2 separate regions of the Rattus norvegicus genome follow, and region 2 is linked to region 1. A link is a contact called in public Hi-C data. All regions are on one chromosome and are shown on one strand. The core of a region is the stretch at or near the end of the contact, and the rest is flanking DNA. Distances in the headings are between cores, read along the strand shown. Region 1 overlaps Cubn (cubilin). Region 2 holds the start of Trdmt1 (tRNA aspartic acid methyltransferase 1).

Evidence for each region. Hi-C and Micro-C count contacts between places; a contact is called where the count stands out from the background.
Region 2: a Hi-C map of the Rat2 cell line shows a contact between it and region 1, with 3 times the contacts expected there. The contact joins the promoter of Trdmt1 here to the enhancer-like site in region 1. A contact is called at or near these places in 2 of 12 Hi-C or Micro-C datasets (the A7r5 cell line and the Rat2 cell line).

What each region holds. Positions count from the first base shown.
Region 1 is chr17:81,424,918-81,430,812 of GRCr8, forward strand. All of the region lies in intron 27 of Cubn (cubilin), which reads right to left. Among named protein-coding and RNA genes, the nearest start is that of Cubn, 74 kb to the right of the region's middle. Within about 2 kb of position 3,429, at least 40 of the 93 cell types and tissues checked have an H3K27ac peak or open chromatin away from gene starts, as enhancers often do. A contact at or near this core is called in the A7r5 cell line, where this site is marked.
Region 2 is chr17:81,550,547-81,556,441 of GRCr8, forward strand. Trdmt1 (tRNA aspartic acid methyltransferase 1) reads right to left here and starts at 3,490. Exons shown (of 11, transcript NM_001031643.1): 1 at 3,393-3,490. The coding sequence starts at 3,456.

The DNA.
Region 1 (5,895 bases), core at 2,179-4,678:
CGGTATGTTTTCTTCCGTCTAATGGGATCTTTTCCACTCACGGAGAGCCCCAAAATGCCAGAAACCAGGGGTCTTAAAATAGCACATCGTGAGTGGTATTGGGCGGGGTAGTTAGACAAGAAGATGGCTGTGTGGAAACACTGATAAATGAAAGCTAAATGCTCTTATCCTTTGGGAAGAATGGAATGGCGCATTACAATAAACATCAAGTGGGCACATTTGAAATAAATGAAATGTCAAATAAATTAATAAACTAATTACTGCACATCGATACTTCTACTAGGAAGAGGGGGTACATCCCACCCGGCTCCTTCAATTTTAAGTCCTTCTAACATTTACATTTAATTAAATTGGATTTTTGTTTGTTAGTTTGTCTTCACACGGATGGCTAATATCACCTCCACAATCCATTCCCAAGTAAACACACCACACAAAAAGTAACAGTCACTTTGCAAAGTATACAAATACTGGTCACCATGGAAACCAGTGGTGTCTTTCTGCTCTTGATTCTGTTTTCAAGGCAGAATGTTAACCACAGGACATTCCAACAGTGACTCATAGCCCTGACCAGAAAGCTTCCTGGTTTGTGTCTGTTAAAACTATGATTTCTTCTGCTTTCGCCAAGCCTGAGATCCACTCCACAGAACCATCAAGAAGTTCTGAACTCATTTAAGGGAAACAAGAAACTACAGATGAGGCTTTGTCACCCTGAATATGAGTTCTGGTTTGTGTCGCCGCAGGTCTTTTTAAAAATAAAATACTTGAAACGATTCTCACTTTGCCATGTTAGCCATCAAACACATTTCAAATGTGATACTGTGTATCATAAGGCTGTTTGTGTTCAATAATGCCAGTTGGTCTCTTAGGAACACAGTTCATCCCAGCCCTTCTCCGGACACACAGGAAGGGAATTCACTTCCCAAACCGCCCGGCTACTTGGTTACTTCCTGCGTGTTTGACAATCTGGTTACAAACACAGAAAACATTAGTAACGTCAGATGTCAATTACAGTATGAAATGATTCACAGGCCCCTCTCAATATTAAGGGCCACAGAAGCAGGTGATATGAAATTAAAGACACATACAGTATGTCAGCAACTGACAGAGAGGACCCAGTTATTGTGGTATTAATGACTCTTAAAATTTCGCCTGTTGTTCTTAGTGTGTTTGATTATGACTTATGTGTAGGGATGCAAGTGAGACAGCATGTGGAAGTCAGAGGACAACTCTCGGAAATCCATTTTCTCCTTCTACTAAGTGGGTTCTGGATATTGAACTTAGCTTAGCATGTGTGCACTGGCCCAGTAAGATGGGTTTTGTTTTGGTTGGTTGATTTGGTTTTGTTTGTTTTTAATTTGTAATGTTACATGTAGATGTGTGTGAAGGGTGTTTGTATGGGGTCCTGTGTGTATGAGTGCATAATAGACATCAAAGGACAGTGTTCAAGAATTAATTCTCCTCTCTACCACAGTATCTAAGGATCAAACACAAGTCACCAGCTTTGTAGCACTGGTGCCTGCATTTGCTGAACCATCTCACTGGCCCTGGAGATTAAAATGCCCTAGCATTCAGACACAGTGGCATAGATCTTCAATTTCAGTACTCAGGAGGCAGAGGTCGGTGGATCTCTGTGAGTCTGAGGTTAGCTTGGTTGACCTGAGTTCCAGGACAGCCATGGCTATGTAGAAAGACCCTGTCTTTAAAAACCAACCAACCAACCAACCAACCAACCAACCAACCAACCACAAGGTCCTCTGGCTTTGTGGATACTTTCAAACCTGGAAATCACAGCCTTACTGAGTGGAGCTGTGTACAACATGTTTTCTGACCTGGGCCTCAGCAGGTCCTCCCTTCACTAAACCCAAGAACCGTTAAGGACAGAAATGTGTTCTTCAAGGGCTTCTACTTTGAGTTGTTTAATGACTCTCTTTTGTGACTTTGAAATTCTGTGACTATAATGAGTAAAAATGGTAATTAATTGGTCTGTCACATGAGAATAGATGAACAGATTGACATTCTCCTAAATCTTTTTAGCACGGGAATGTTAAAACCAAAGCAGACCTTTCAACTTCTGATTAGCACGGAATTCATTCTTTATGCATTAACTTTCCTTTTCATTTTCTTCTCTTTTTGATTCTGGAGCTCAAACCCAGAATCTTGCCACTGTAGGCATCTACCGTACCACCGAACCATTAACCACAATCAACAGTATTGTTTTTCTTATTCTCTCGAAGAGTGTCTAGAAGTAAACTTCATTTTCTCAGTTGCAGAAGATTGGATATAAGACATGGAAGGTGAATTACGCCTTTCTGGTATGATACCGTTTAAACTGGGAATTTTTCATCAAATCCTGCTATATAGAAAGCTTGGAATCCAAGGAAAACTGTTTCACGTCTGAAGCTTTTTTTTTCTTTTTTTTTTAACGTGACTGAAATAAGTTAAAGCACTTAGAGAAGAACCTGCAGGGGCCAGCAAAGATTCCTCTCTCTATATATGAAGGGAAACGCTAGTCAATACAATGAAGCTGATGAGTGATCTCTGTCCAGGAGCCCTTAGATGGGCTCTTTGAAGTCAAGCATTGATGGAAGCGACCAAGTCATTTCCTTGATGGGGCATTCATAGAAGATGGGCAGAGTTGGTCAGAGTCTGGCTACAGGGACTCTGCCTAGCACACAGTCTTGTAGAAATTACTTAACGTCTTGAACTCTATGAATGTGCATGTTTGGTATGCCATGGTACTAACAGCTTTCTGGCAAATGAGAAAACTACAAGGCGACAAGGAAATTCATTTGAAGTGTTCTTCTAATTTTTGGTCTGATATAAAGGGAACACTCCTTTTCTTTTCTTAACTAAAGAAGCCACCCAGAAGTAGCTTTGTGCAATGACATATGAGTCTAGACAGCTGAGGCTGACTCACGTTTAACACTTTACAGAACCACCATCACTGGCTGAGCAGGGAGGGAAGAAATGAATCAAGCCTGGAGATGGAGAACCCTTGCTTGCATCCTGTTGCTATGGTAACCTGGGTTTGAGTTGTGACTGCAGTCCTCCCTGACATTCTGGGTGGACAGCCAGATGCAAATCACCCTGAGTGTGGGGAGGGAAGTTAAGTATACGTGCAGGAGGTGAAGAAGTGCGGGTCCATCATGGTAGAGGATAGCCCAACAAGGGAGAGGACATCAGGAGCTGCTGAGGCTAGCACAGTGAGGTGAGAAGGCACGGGATGTGCCAAAGTAATGTGCTGTTCCTTATTTTAGTGACCTTTCTCCTCACTGTCCTATGGTGTGCCTCCTGCTGCTTAAGCCTTGGAACTCAAGAGGGCAGAAGATGCAGAATTCTTCAAACACCTGTTTATTTCTCCCCCGAAAACCACAACTGCAGAATGCCTATGGTACTGACTCATTGTATTTCCGGTGCTGTAGAAGCCAGGGTATTGTGTGGGCTGGGAAGGAACCCCACCTCTGAGCTAGAGCCCAAGCGCAGGAGTCAGCCCTCACGAATGTTGTTAATTTTACACACATGATTTTAGTAAGCATGAGAGCCTCCTAGGTCACTTTAAAATGTAAAGGCTTCGGAATGTTTCTGTAATTCTGCCAAACGAAAATCGCAGAGTAGGAGACTGATGCAGAGTCCTCATTAGGAACAGGGAAAACCCAGGGCGTGTGGGATCCGTCATTGAATTACAGAAGGTAGAGGAGCTAAATGCTGCTGAAGGCTGAGGGTGCATGACACACTCGGACAGTGCTCCACCACAGCTCTGTGGGGCCTTGGTGCCTCTCCCCAACTGAACGTGCAGCCACTCACTCACGGCACACCGGCACCGGCACCGGGGATTCACACACAGTGGCATCGGGGACTCACACACAGCAGCATTGGGGACTCACACACACCAGCATCCGGACCCACACACATGTCCTCACTACAGGAAAAGCCACGATGCCACGCACTGCCAGGGTGGGGCAAACCCACGATGCCACGTGCTGCCAGGGTGGGGCAAACCCACGATGCCACGTGCTGCCAGGGTGGGGCAGGGCATGTGAAACGCCCATCTAAAGTCAATGGTTTCCCATAATGCCAGGCTTTGCGTGCCGGCGACAGACCAGCAGACGGCCACATTCTGAGTTATTCTGAGTTATTTTGTATCACTTTGAATTAGGACTTTAGCTCACATCCAGATGGCACAGTGGCCTCTCTACGGGCTGGCTGATCTCAGCCTGCTCTTGTTGCCTTTATGGTTTTAAGTTCTGCTTTCTACGGATCAGTTCCATTAGAAGGCACAAAGGCTGATTTTCAGTCTTTTGGTTGTGTTTTTTGTTTTGTTTTCTTTCCTCTTTTTTTTTTTTTTAATCAATGCATAACCATGAATGTAGGCTAGCATTTAACTACAAAGATGTTTATCTCAGAGAGGATCCTAAACGTCTCCCAGCAGGCTGCACTGTGAAGATGAGAACTTGGAAAGTAACACACACACTAGATACGCCCCATAGAAAAATGTCATTACAGGGTAGAATGCATAAGATAATCTATGAATATTAAAATAAAATAAACATAAAAAGAGCAGGCAATGAACACCACTAAATATTCTTAGTAGTGGTGCAATTTAAATCTTTTGGTTTCCTCTAAGCTTTCCTGTTTTCTCAATCTCCTGCAATGACTATGTGTGTGTGTTTTTATTAGATAAATCTACTTTTAATACATTCTCTCTGAAGAATTATTGGCATCATAATATAAGTATGTCTTAGCTATGTTTTCCCTATGCTAGAATTACATACTCTTCTAGGCTTCCAGACACTCAGCTGGCCCCAGTAAAAATGTTCTATTTCCCACATCTCTTCTCTCGGCTCAGAATCAAGCATCAACATCTGTCTTAAAAAGTTGTTACAGAAAGTAATCAGTTCCAGCATTATTTTCAAACCATTTTAATCCTGAGTATATCCTTTTCCATAAGTAACTATTAATAATTATTCTAATTCATTATAAAAATGATGTCTTCAGAAGTCCAGGGACATCTATAAATATTGGATTTTATGACCACTGATGGAGTGGTGAATGCCTAGTCCCTCCCCAGGGAGAAGGGAAAGACTTTGAGAGCCAGAAACACTGTCCTGTGGATACATAAGTGGTCAGTTCCACAAGCTGCAGCCTTCAATTGTCTTGCCGTAGTGAAACACTAAGTGTTTAAATATATATTATTGTACCTTCCAATGGCCTGAGCATCTGCTGCAGATGGACTCTGGGACAGATAAAAGCCTGGCTCATAGAACAAAATAAAATCATGGATCCTTAAGCCATAGAGACCTACAGTGCTCACACCTGCCTCTTCCCCCAAGTTCCAGAAGAAAAAGTAAGCCTGCTAAGTAAGAGCTAAAATCAAAGTGTTTTTAATATGCAAAAGGAAAGCAGAGGAGAGCTATGAAGAGTGGCCCACAAGATAGATAAAACTGGATATGAAAATGCAGTGATTATTCTGCAAGCCAACTTAAAAAGCTAATATATGTAGGTATGTATATATGTATATATGTATGTATGTATGTATATATGTACAGGTATGCTGTATGTATGTATGTATGCATGTATGTATTATATAATGTCTCTAATGTTGCAATTGGGAATAGTCCCCATTTAAAAAATTAAACCAGAATTCACAATTAGGATTCATGATATTTAAAACTCATTCTGCAGACCAGCATTTTCTTCTGGTGCAGTGTGCCTGCAGGCACGGTCCTCCCTGTGCAGTATACCTGCAGGCACGGTCCTCCCTGTGCAGTGTGCCTGTAGGCATGGTCCTCCCTGTGCAGTGTGCCTGTAGGCATGGTCCTCCCTGTGCAGTGTGCCTGCAGGCATGGTCCTCCCTGTGCAGTGTGCCTGCAGGCATGGTCCTCCCTGTGCAGTGTG
Region 2 (5,895 bases), core at 2,240-4,739, 130 kb after region 1:
TATTAACTTAGAATTTCGAACACTACACTATAAAATTTATAAAGTTAGCATAATTATTATCTGACATTTATCAGTGAGAAACATTAAAGTGAAACCAGTTAACTAGGAAAAACAGAATATTACTTAGTAGCATTATACTTCCTACATCTTTTTCTTAACTCTCACAATGCAGGTCCACTTCACAGATCAGGCACCTACACTTAGAAATGCTAAGTAACTTTCAAATTTTCACACACGCATTATGAGTCAATCATCATTCACCTGACTTCAAAATAAAGGCATGATTTTATCTTTCAAGGAAACTGATAGCACTTGAAAGCTAGGCAGCTTCAAGTATTTATCAATTTCTTCCAAAGGTTATATTAAACAATATACAATAACTTTCTATAACTGTAGGATTTATAATAAGTGTGTGCATGTGCATGTGTCCACGCACACAGAGACCACAACAGGATGTTGGGTGTCCTCCTTCATTGCTCTCTGTGTTAATGCTTTGAGACAAGAGCTCCCAAAGAAGCAGACCCCATTTTCATCTGCGCTCTCAGGATCTCCTGGTGTCCCCTTTGGAATGCTGTGGCTGCAGTACCTGTCACTATGCCTAGCTTTTTACATGGGTGCTTGGGTTTAAACCCAGCTCCTCCACCTCTGGCTTGGAGAACAACAAGTGCTCTGGCCCACGGAGCCAACTCCAGGACCTATAAATATTTTTTAATTAATTTATACTCTTACAACTCCCTTTTGATATATTATTGTGCTCTCATTTTATAGACAATAATGTTTGGGGTTTGTCCATTCTTAAGCATATACCCAAGAGAATACAAAGTAAGAATCCAAACAGATACTTATACGCCAATATTCACAGGGATTTATTCACGATAGCAAAAGCCAAAAATCTTTAAGTATCTACTAGTGAGGAGTAAATAGACAATGCTGTTCTATATACGGCAATATAAATCCAGCCATAAGAAGGAATGAGGCACTGACACACACGACAACACACATGACCTTTGTAAACACAGTAAATTGTTAAGCTACACATCACGGAACAGTTAGTTCATTCTACTTATGAGGTACCTAGAAGAGATAATTCTCAAGGACAAACAAAGTTGGATGGAGACCTCAATGTCTTCACGAAGAGAGGTACAGAAATATTTTTAAGTGGGTGTAATGCCTCTGTCTGTGATATTGAAAATGTTCTGAAAACTAATATTGTCTACAGTTGTCTACTTTGTAAGCACACTTGCAGTTGCTGATCTGTACACTGAAACATAAAATGATACATTTTACAGTGTGCATATATGTGTAAACACACACATTCACAACGATAAAATATTCCATTACAACATTATCTAGAAATGGACAAACTAGCATTCAATATTCTTACTACTGCTCTTCAAGTAAGTCAGTGAACAGAATCAAAGATAGCAGCAGGGCAGTGTGGTTAAAAGATCTGCTGGGCAGACCTCAGTTAGGACACTGGCTCTAACTAACACTAAGCTTATTACAGACTCAAAACAGGCCCTTACATGTAGATGCCCTTAGTAAAAGTTAAGACAGCTGTCACTGTTATTAATCTTTATTAGCTACGTAAATACAAGAAAAACGCCAGAATGTACTTCTTTACATAAATTAAAACCAACATTCATCAAACATATAAACACTAAAAAAGCTCAATAATGGGGTTGGGGATTTAGCTCAGTGGTAGAGCGCTTGCCTAGGAAGCGCAAGGCCCTGGGTTCGGTCCCCAGCTCCGAAAAAAAGAACCAAAAAAAAAAAAAAAAGCTCAATAATTAAATATTAACTAATGGTTATTAGTTAATATGATTAAGACCTCTTTTATAAGCAATCCTCAAACCAAAGATACAGGGAGCTTTGGTAACAGGAAAAGTTATTTTGGATAACAGGGAAAGTATCTCTTAACAGGTCATACACTAACTAACATAAGATGGGTGAACAAGTCTTGTAGAAAAGTTTGGGTTTGCAATCTCTGAGAGGCAACAGCAGCAAAAGTAAAAGCTAGAACTAAGAAGGGACTTACAAGAGTGAAGGAATACAAAAATCCCACTGAGCTCCCACTGAGGCTAGACCAGAGGGCTCTGGGTAGACAGAAAACAGAACCCACAGTCCAGCCAAGACAGGGCTATAGACAGGTGATTCTAATGTTCACTGTAGGATGAATTAATCTAAAATTCATAAGCACATTTCAAGGAAAAAAAATCAAGATTTACACTTAAGGATTTTTTTGCAGCATACTGTGTTTGGGGTGGGGGTGGGGATTAGAAGAAATCTACAAGTTCAAAGAGTAAATAGTTGTTGTTCATGACTTCTAATAAAGCACTAAGTGGCTTTTAAAACCCTGTTAATTAAAAGGTTTCAAGTTATGGGGGGAAAGCTAAAATTATACAACCTTAGAAAGTTAATAGCGCAGATAGTACAAGCTTCCCTAATTTGCTTAATTTTAATATGATAAATTAATGTAAAGACCAGAAAAGTGGTAAAACATGAAATATTTCTAGCCTAGTATTGGATTAAAAGTCAATATTTGCTGAAAATAGATCCACCTAGCCTCTTGTTACTAAAAACAAAGCAAAGAAGTTTCCGTTTTGCATTCGTCTTAGTCTTAGCAACTTCAGAACAGACATGCTGTCAATGGAGTTCACTAAGTAAATATGAGTTATCACAAAAGTGGATAGATAGCAAAGAAATTAAGAAGCCTCAAAACCAAAGTGACAGCAAACTAATTTCTAAGTAGCTACAACGTGTCAGGCACATTGCTGTTTTTAATTCTCGAGAGGTCCCTTTCTGAAAGTTCTGCTTCACGTATTTAAAAACCAAATAAGAGAGTCAAAACTGTAAAGCCAGTCACACTGTATAGCAAAAATTGACTTCAGTTCTCTGGCATCCGCGTAGGCCTGCAGAAAGCATACTTATTTCCACAGACGTAACCCCTTTTGTTCCCCTTTCACCCTAATACTTGTAAATTCCTATCTTGAAATGTAGTTATCCTCCTGTTCCAACCCACCCCTGCCCACTTTCGTGACCTCTTCCAAGCTCAGTGACAGCCAACCTAGAATTTGGGTCTTAGCATTGGGCAAAGGGCTCGCCCCTTGCCTTAACTTTGAAGCAACTTGGGTTCATTTGGCTGCAGGGGCCCAAGAATGCCATCTCACAAACAGTACCCTGGGGCGCCGGCCTGTTTAGGCTACAAAGCTTGGGGCCAGAGTAGGGGAGTCACAGCCTGGAGGGGCGGACCCGGGAAGCGCACTAAGGTGGTTTCCAGGGCAACCGAGGTCGGCCGCAGCAGGTCCCGCCCCGCCGCTCCGCCCTCGGTGGCGCGAGAGCCGGAACTTGTGGGCCCAAGTGAATCTAAGAAAAGCTGTCTGTCCGCTCACCTCGCAGCGCGTGGTGCATGCCCCCAATGCCACTGTACAGCTCCAGGACACGCAGAGGTTCCATCCTCTCGCAACCGCGACCGCGGCCTGGAAACTAGGCCTACCGGTCCAACGCTTCTTTTACTCCCCCCACGTCCTCTCCGCTCCCTTCACTTCTGGTTCCGCAGCTTTTCAGTTCCCCGCAACTGGCTGCAGATTGAGAGCAGATTTGGAGCCTGGGAGCTAGCAGGGCGAGTGAGAGGCTCCCGCTTCCTGCCGCTCCTTAGCCTGATTTGTGCTTTTTCTTCCTTGTTTTGTGTTTTCTGCGGACTTGAGTGAGAAAGAGACCCCTCAGTAGAAAGCTGAAACTGCCATTGGCTTCGAAGTAAATTACTGATTAGAATAGTCTTAAAAACAAACAAACAAACAAAAAACCCCTCGGGCTCCTTTTGTTCTTTTCAAGTCTGACCTGATCGAGCATTTCTTTGAGGAATTTTAGGCACACATCTATATGCTCCCTGGTGTTCCTGTGCTAAGAGTATGAAGTTAAATCCTACCAGGCTCTTTCCTAAAGAAAGCTCCAGAATTACAAGTGCTTAAGGCCGAGCCTTATTGGCCCATTAATAATAAAGAGGATGTTTGCTATAAATGAAAATAGGATTTATCCTATTTACCCCAGCATACGCTGGTTTTTTTTTCTTTTGTTGAAAATAGATTTTCTTCATCACATAATGTATCCTGATTACAGCTCCTCCTCCTCTACTAAAGTACCCCTAGCTCTTCCCCACCCCCATCAAGATCCACCCCCTTTCTGTCTCTCATTAGAAAACAAATGAGCTTCTATGAGATAATAAAGTAAGATAAAACAAAAACTCACACATCAGTATTGAGCAAAGCAAACAGAAGGAAAAAAAGCACAAGAAAAGGCACAAGAAAGAGAAAAACTCATTTGCGCACTCATAAAACCACTAAATTGGAAACCATAATAGGACATGCAAAGAAAAAGTAGGGGAAAAGGGAGAAGAAAATATATAGATAAAATAAAACATAAGCTAAAAATTAAAGGAGGAGGGGCCCTGACACAACATTATATGGCAAAGACTCTCCAAAGATGCTACTGACTTCATTTTCTGTCGCCCACCTACTGTTGGGCATACAGCCTACTCTTAAGAGCGGTTTGTTTTCCCAGTGATGCTCCTTTGGAGGAAACTAAATTTTCATTCGCAGGAGGTGATCAATCGGGTATCAGTTCTGAGTTAGGGATAGGACGGGTGCCCATTTCTCCTTTCAGCTCTAGGGCCCCATCTGGTGCAGGCTGCGTCAATCTCTTTGAGTTCAATGTGTGCTGATCGTGTTGATTTAAAGGGCCTTGGTTGCTTGGTGTCCTCTGTCCCCCCTGGCTCTTACACTCGTCCCATCTCTTCTTCCACGGGGTTTCCTGAGCCCTTAGGGAGGGGATTGATGGAGACATCCCATTTACCACTGAGCATTCCAAGGCCTTGCACTCTCTACATGGTGTCTGGTTGTGGGTCTCTGCATTTGTTCTGCTCTGCTACAGTTGAAAGCTTCTCTGGTGAGAGCCGAGCAAGGCACTGATCTATGAGGATAGGGGAACGTCATTAGAAGTCATTTTGGCCAAAGGGAGCCCATGGAAACTCTCAAACAACAAAGCTGTTGCCGAAACTATAAGTTGTTCTCCACAAACTGACAGCAAGTCCCCATGGCTGAAGACAACATTTATACAACTCATGGAGCATGAAGAAGTCAAGTTGGTGCCTATGTAGAGCCTCCGCCTCAGCATGCTAACCTCTTTGATCTAGGAAGTAACTGCATCCTAGCTACCAAAGGAGAAACATAACCGCCAACCCAGCCGCAAACCCTTTGATATACACTGCTGTCCTGTCTGAAAGTTGTGTTAGTGCAATGGTGGCATAAACTCTGTGAAAATAGACAAACACTGTCTAATCAGACTTAAGACTCAACTTTTTAAATGGCCAATAAGCATTGTCCTTTATGTTTTCTGTACTTGTTAGTCATGTATTTTGATAGGAAAGGGTGTTACATGATAGAAGGGTAACTTGAAACTAGGATTTAGCCTTGACATTGACAGTAACTGGTTGTGTGACTTCGAGATAACCTGATTTCTTCATCATGAAGAGGGAGAGAGAAGAGATGGTTACTGAGTGCTTTGCAGTTCCAACAAATCATTGCTGAGTTAGTATTTGATAGAGTAGGCTCTGATTTTGCCCCATGTTCAAACTGGAATGTCTAGACAGAAAGCTTTTTAAATATCTTTAAAAAATAGAGTATTTAATCCACTCAGCTTATAGAAACTACATACACACATATAATTAATGAAAAGCTTTTCTAACACTGGTTATGTCATATTAGCATTATCAATAAATATCCACATGTAAAATGTATAACTATAAATAGGGAGCTACATAATCTCAGATATTTGTATATATATTCAACAATCAATATATTAAGTCAATCTAGAGTAGTGGTTCTCTACCTTTCTACC